Regions from separate parts of the Lactuca sativa genome. Here region 2 is linked to region 1. A link is a contact called in public Hi-C data. All regions are on one chromosome and are shown on one strand. The core of a region is the stretch at or near the end of the contact, and the rest is flanking DNA. Distances in the headings are between cores, read along the strand shown. Region 1 holds the start of LOC111889495 (glucan endo-1,3-beta-glucosidase 4). Region 2 holds the start of LOC111889500 (transcription initiation factor TFIID subunit 7).

The links. Hi-C and Micro-C count contacts between places; a contact is called where the count stands out from the background.
Region 2: a Hi-C map of leaf shows a contact between it and region 1, with 4 times the contacts expected there. The contact joins the promoter of LOC111889500 here to the promoter of LOC111889495 in region 1. A contact is called at or near these places in 2 of 4 Hi-C or Micro-C datasets (both in leaf).

The regions. Positions count from the first base shown.
Region 1 is chr1:85,924,182-85,928,267 of Lsat_Salinas_v11, forward strand. It overlaps LOC111889495 (glucan endo-1,3-beta-glucosidase 4), which reads right to left and starts at 2,526. Exons shown (of 5, transcript XM_023885644.3): 1 at 2,319-2,526; 2 at 1,817-1,940; 3 at 427-1,644; 4 at 162-189. The coding sequence starts at 1,880.
Region 2 is chr1:86,091,749-86,095,354 of Lsat_Salinas_v11, forward strand. LOC111889500 (transcription initiation factor TFIID subunit 7) reads left to right here and starts at 1,731. Exons shown (of 6, transcript XM_023885650.2): 1 at 1,731-1,888; 2 at 2,637-2,760; 3 at 2,844-2,974; 4 at 3,097-3,216; 5 at 3,326-3,395; 6 at 3,561-3,606. The coding sequence starts at 2,658.

The DNA.
Region 1 (4,086 bases), core at 1,276-3,775:
AAAAATCTAGTCAAAGATATCAAAATGAGAAATTAAATTAATCTCCTACTTTTTCTTCTTAATATCCTCCTAACTATTTTAGAAGGTGACAAGTGTCATTAAATTTGACTATCAAAATAAGACACTTGTCATAAATCATGATCCAAGAATATTTATCTCACCTTCCTTTAAATATGCACGATCCGTAACCTGCAAGAGAAAGACAAGATAATTCGTTACAAATCCGAAAAAAACATTAGGGTTTTGCTCATTTACAATATTAACCTCCGATCTAAAAATGTCTAGTCCCATGTCAGCTAGACATGACATGACATGATCCTATATGCCTTTATATATGTTGGAGTCTCCCGTCTTCCCCTAATACAGCACTCTCTAACAAAAAGAATAAAGAGTTTACAAAAAGAATAAAGAGTTTACGACACTTACTAGGATCAATATTAGTTATAATAGCTGTGCCACCAAAGTCGCATGTTGCACCTTCGACCCGTTTTCTTTGGTAATAGTCATTATAAGCATAAGAAGCATGGTTTTGAACCGTATTGGGCAGATAACATGGCTGCCCGGATTGAATAGCACTACAGTTCGCCTGCCCTTGCCCACATGCCCAATTCAACCCGCTTTGCAACCCATCCGGATCCGCCCCTTTTCTCGCAACACAAAACCCGCCCGTATTATTCTCCATAGAATCACCAAGATCAAGACTATAAACCGCACTCCCGTTTCTAAAATACACACCATAGCTTCGATTATCATCTTCATTAAACAACTCGAAAATGTACGAGTTCATAAGAATACCCGGTTGACTCGGTGGGCCAGACCCGGTCAAAACACGCTTAATCAAGTTATTCTTAAAAGTCTCCGCGTTTTCCACCGTGGCGGCACTTTCATTGGCGGCACCCGCCCAGGGCCACCCTGTTTCCGTCACTATTATCGGGATCACCGGAGTAATACAAGCAGCTATGGAGTAATACGTGGCATCCACCATAGCATCAAGCATGCTTTCATAATGGAAAAGAGTGTTTGGGTCAACGATTTGTTTGACCACCGGAAGGGGCTGAAAAAGAGCATATTGAATCGGAAAAACACCATTGTGTTGTATGTAATCTTTATAAGGATACGCGTTCAACATGTAAAAGGAATTCGAGTTTTTCAAGAACTCAAGAATATCGTAAATAGTTGAATTCCATGAATGGTTAAAAGTGGCGGTGGACGGCGGAAAAGGCGTCGGAATTAAATCCATTGATAAAGGGGTTGATACTTTAACGTCGTTTAGATTTGAAGCGAGTAAAGCTTTGTAAAGATAGTTCATGGCGGAAACAAGAAAAGGGACGGCGGTTGGAGTAGAAGAAATAACTTCACTTCCGACAGCAATGGCGGTGATATTGGTGGCGGGTTTGAACGCTGCAACGTGTGTGTTAATCCATGAGGCGGCAGCTGAAGGTGACTTTCCGATTCCCATGATGTCCGAGTTAGCAACACTAATCATAACTTCGATCCCTGTGTCTGATAATGCGTTAATCAAGCGAACGTCGGAATTAAAAAGCCGAACATGTGTTATTTTATGGGCTCTAAGGATCGCCACCACCTGCTCCGGCGACGGTAGGTTTGAAAGTTCGCCGGCGATGTTTATTCCCACAAAGGCAACTGCAAATCCAAGAATATAAACATAAATTGAAGAGGGAAAACCAGATTTTATACTAAACCTACATCTCTCTTGTTAAAGCTCCGATTTTTATCAAGATTATAGATTATTTCATTCAAAATTGGGAGTAATAAGTTTGACCTCAAGTCAACCTTCAAGAACAGATAACATTACCTGTTACATTGGATAGACTTCCAAATATAAACAAGATACTTCCAAGCCACAATTCGAGCCTCATTGTTCCAACCGCCGATATTGTCGGACATCAACCTTATTTTCTCCGAAACTTTATCATAGTCTGTTACACGTTGGAAATAATTGAGCAAATAAGCTAACTTTGAGGTTTCTGAGTCATAAGAAACGAATGAAAAACAGCATAAAGTGTATAGTAACTCTACAAACGTAAATAGAAGACGCTTGAAATTCTTGTCCATTTTCCGAATTTAGGTCAATCTTTGAAAGAAGAAAGAAGAACACCCAAATCAAGAAAGGTTTATGGTTTCTTTACAAAATTGAGGAAACCCACGGGTTGACATAAAACAGGGAATACCCAAATCAAAAAAAGGTTTCTTTTGTTCACAATTATTGCAATTTCAAGAAAACCCAAACAGGTTTCTTGGCAGAATTCAAGAACCCTTGAAAGAAAGAACAGAGGAAATAAAGAAGAGGCAAATACCAGGAGTTTAATTAAAGATTGTATCACTAGTGTACAAGTTCTTCGATGGCGGAATCTTCAAGAAATCAAGACGAATGGGAATGAAATCTGGGAGAGAATCTAAAGCAACTTGTTGCTGGTTTAATGAAGCATTTTATGAAAGGTGTGAGCTTTTTGAGAAAGAGAATAGAAGAGTGTCTTTTAGAACCCTATATCGACATAATTCCAAATTCCGTTTCACTTATTGCATAATAATTGTGCAGGACATAAATGGACATTCATACCCCACCACCCAAATAACATAAAAGAAAAAATACATCGGAAGAAACGTAGCTCGAAGCTTCGAATCTTTGATTATAGTTTGATTTATTGTAAAGACCAAAATACCACATAGGTTGTTATAACTTAAACAAAATTAAAATTTTAACTTTTTCAAAAAAATTGATTTATGGATGTTGGGATGAGAATATGGGATCTAAAGTAGATGGAGCTGTTGGAGTTGGTAAGCCTCGTTGGCAAGCCTCGTTGGCTTATCTAATTTAGATTTTTGTTGTACAAAATATATATTTACTAAATAGAAAAATAATAAACTCCTCAAAATATTAAAATGTTAGAAATATGGTGTGAGTGTGGGGTGGGCTGGTTCTTCAATGCTTTTTCTATTTCTTTATAATAATAAAAAGTTAGAATAAGGATGAATATGATCACTAGGGGTGTTCGTTTGGATGGATCGGTTTAATCCGATCCGATCATGTGAATCCAAAATAATTTCGGTTTTCAAAACGTAGATCCAAATAGTCCAAACTAAATTCAAATCCGATCCGATCCAACCAAATTATAATTCGGTTGGATCGGTTTTTTACAATTCGGTTTTCAAGAATCAAGACATTTCATGATTTCAACAAATATATAAATTTAGTATTAACTTACTCTATAATATAAACTAAAAAATATTGTTTAATTAGTTGTGAATTAAAACTTATAAATAACTATCAAGAAAAATATATTATATATTACTACTTTATAGACAATTTTTTTAATAAGAAGTAGATATTAAAGTATTATAAATGATGAAATTTTTTTATATACTAAAAGAATAATTTTGTAAATTTATAAATTATTAAAGATATATATTAGAAAGAACAAATAATAAATTGCAATTCGGTTTTTTTGGACTATTCGGTTTTTATAATGTGAACCAAAACCAATCCGAAATCCAAAATAATAATTTGGTTTTGCTAAAAAACCAATCCAAAAATCCAAATATCCGAACCAAATAGTCCGATCCAAATTGTCCAATTGGACAATTCGATTTTATCCAAATAGTGAACAACCCTAATGATCAGGGAGGAGCTTCAACATTTTATTTGGGGGTCGGAAATATAATATGTATAAAAATCGATGAGCAAGGGGTGTCACAGCTAAAATTTTATATTTTTGAGCCTAATATGCATAAAATTAAAGTGTAAGGACTAATTGTGAGCAAGGGGTGTCACAGCTAAAATTTTATATTTTTGAGCCTAATATGCATAAAATTAAAGTATAATGACTAATTGTGATAAGAAAAATAAGGGGGCCACAACCCCCGTAACCCTAATAAAGATCTGCCGTTGAATATGATATAAAATACACCACAAAATATGGGCTTTTGTTGGATTATAAATGAACGTCGAAGACTAAAAAAACAATTGAGAGATGAAAGAAGTGGATTATTCATCATCATCATCATTATATATATATATATATATATATATATATATATATATATATATATATATATATATATATA
Region 2 (3,606 bases), core at 481-2,980, 170 kb after region 1:
ATCATTATCTTCATCATCATGCCACCCATCAACACCAACCCCAATATGATCCACATAAACCGAAATTACACCATCTGTTCCATAAGCATCAAAAATAAAAGAAGAATATTCCACATCATCTGAAATGGGATTAAGCCCTTCCATCAAGGACATGTCTGGTTCACAGTAGTAAAACTTTTTACACTCTTCATGCATTAAACGTTCGCAGAAGGTCACAAACTCAGAATAAGTCATAGAAGAAAAGTCAACATCATTGAAGATGGTTTTAACACCACCAGTGTAAGAGAAAGGATTTCGATTAAATACCCCTTAGTAGTTGAGTTCCACCATCGCAAACAGTCCATTAGGTTCCTATTGTGCCATTGCTACGAGTTCTTTGTTTCTTTCAGCTTGATCACAGGAATGCTTCACAAACCCTAAATCAGTTTCTTTTACAGCTGAATAATGAAGACAAAGACTAGTGAAGTTCGATAGCTAAAGACGAAAGGCTTTAAGCGTTGTATTTCATTAATTGACGTGGCATATCTCACGTGGCATTGGATTAGACAAAAAATATATATTAATTGACAAAATGGCATCGTATAATCGGGAAACCTTCTAAAAGTTGCTAAAATGGTGTAATTAAAAAGTCAATTACGAGTTTACTGGTCTAATGTACCAAAAAAACTTTAAGGACCAAATTAGTCAAATGATAAAAGTTCCATGTGCTACAGTGACATTATCCCGAAGAAGTAAATAAAAGAGTTTAATGGTTGGGAGAAAGAAAAGAAAAGTTCAGGGACCTTTATTGCAAACATTTCTTTCTTTTGTAACTGAAATTGTAACTAATATTACAATTTAATTACATATTAATACAAATTAATTTTGTGATTAAAGAAGTGTTTAAATGAGAGGTTATAGAATATATATAGTATAAATACTACTACTATACAACTATTTGAGGACACAAATTAGAATACAAAAACTCGTCTTTTCCATTTCATAATTTCACGTTTTCAGTTTTCTTGCTGAATTAAGGGTAAAATCTAGTCTTATTGAGGGTTCGGATGATCTAGAAGAACTATTTTAAACTGTTGTATTCTGAGAAACAAACACCCGATAGCGAACAAATTTGTTTTAAATATAATGTGTTAAACACATGTCTCAGTCTTTTCTATTTTATTGTTTGTTTTCGTACATTTCCGTAATATAATTCCTACAAAAATTAATATATAAGGTGGTATAATTTCATTTATTTTTTCAAATCAACAATTATAAAATATAAAATTATTTATCAATTATTTTAAATAAATTATTAATTAAGAAATATTTTTTATAACGTGTCACAGCTTCCTCGTATTTTTTTGTTTTATAATGACGAATATTTCTTTCCTATTTACTACGGCGACAAAGAATCAAATTATCATTATATTTATTTCTTTTTCTACTCCTTTTTCCTAGTATCGGATAACCCCAAGGGGGTTGTGGGTTGTTTTCTACCAATTGGGGCCCTTCTTCACCGCCCCGTGGATGGTCCAGAGGATTCATAACTACTCCTCTTACTACAGGACGCTTACTTAGCCAACACTTAGATCCGGCTATAATTGATAAATAATTTTATATTTTTATTATAAAAAACTAATTAATTTTATAGCCGTTGATGGGTTATAAAAGTGTGCGGATAAATTAATCCTGTAAATGTTAATATCACTTTATTTATTTATTTATTTATTTATTTTTTTTTAAGAGAAGGAAGGAAATCTTGTTTTGATCTCGAATATCGGTCCAACTTATCTAGAGGATTAAACTGGAACCTTCCACTTCTATCTAACCCCCAAAATCTGCAATTTACGACGAGCAGGGTTCTCAAATCTCCATTAAATCTCAATCCCACTATATACAAACCCAGGTAACCTTTTCCTCTAAACAATCTTATTTCGTTCTTAACCCTAAATTGCGAGTGTTCATTCTTAAGTTTGAGCATAAAAGATGGTAATTGTCTAATTGAATTGAAGAATTGCTTACGAACACACATAAGCCCTTTCATCTCAACGACTCTAACTTCCAGTTATCATTTTGAATTGATCTTTCGCTAGGTCTCACTTCTTACTTTTTCTCTGTGAGTTTTTAATTGACGAGAGCGCTCGAGAATTTGGATAATTACGTGATACGAACCTCTTTTATCTGCATGATCTCTTCTCAAATTGTTACTGTGACTTCGTGAATCGTGATCCTCCAGATTTATTGATGATGGTTGAAACGAAAAACTCCCTCAAGAAATCATTCGAATGAAGTTACTCAATCCATTCATATTTAATTAACTTAATTCATTCTCCACATGCCTTTTCTATCTTCACTCTCAGAACTTTTTACCATTCGTGATTATTACTGATTCATGAGTTCTACCTCTTCAATACACCTTAAATTGCAGAGATTGACCACTGAATTGAGCATAGGAAACTTAAAATGGTATTGACCATGAGATTGGGATACGATTAGCCTATGAATTCAACATCAAATTCACTCTTATATCTGCAGAAGTAGGCTTTTGGCTTAAAAAGGACTAAATTTCTAGGATTTATATATTGTATTGGTATCAGTGCATTTCCTAAATAAAACCCTTATCCTCGTCTTGTTAAAAAATTGTCCTTTTACAGAGCTTCTCAGTTTGAATAAAAATGGAGGAACAGTTCATACTGAGAGTGCCACCTTCTGTTGCTGAACGTATAGATCGTCTTTTAAATGAGAGTGGCTCAGAGTCAATTGATTTATCATTCTCAGGTATGATATGACATTTTATTTAATTTACTAAATACAAATAAAAATATAAAAGTTCAGAAAAGAATTAATATTCGATGCAGAAGATGGAAGGAGTGGTGCATTTATTATAGGTGAAGACCATTTTCCTGCATCTCTTTTAGACCTTCCTTGCATTGTGGAGTCTTACAAGACTTATGATGACAATGTTTTGATCAAAACTGCAGATGTTGGCCAAGTATGTTATTTTATTTTTCTTATTTTCTTATACATGTTAAATTGTAAAAAAACATGATTTCTATTGTTTTTAATATTCATTTTCATGTGATGTGATGTGATGCAATTGTGTTATTGTGACAGATGATTATGGTGAGAGATGATGGTGATCCTCCACCAGAGGTGGTGGAGCACCGCCATGGTCTTACGCCGCCCATGAGAGATGCTCGAAGGCGGAGGTTTCGTAGGGAGCCGGATTTGAATGTAAGAAATAGCAATATACTTTCTTTGAGTTAATTATTATAGCATTTTATAAAAAAAAATTGAAAAATATAATCTTATAAATTATAATAGATATTGATTTGAATTGTAGCCTGAACTTGTTAGACGAGTAGAGAAGGATCTGCTAAACATCATGAATGGTGGAACGGCTGAAAATTTCGATATCCTTTCGTATTGTCAAATTTACTTTATCTGTTAAATGCAAGAAATAGCAATGTACTTTCATTTATTTGTTTTCATAGCACCAATTCTCTTAAAGTACAATACCTTAATAAGAAAAAACAAAGTACATGTTTGTATTTTGTATCCTTGACTTAGAGGTTTACATACGGAAATGGGTGAGCAAGAGGAAATTGGTAGGAAGAAAGCGGG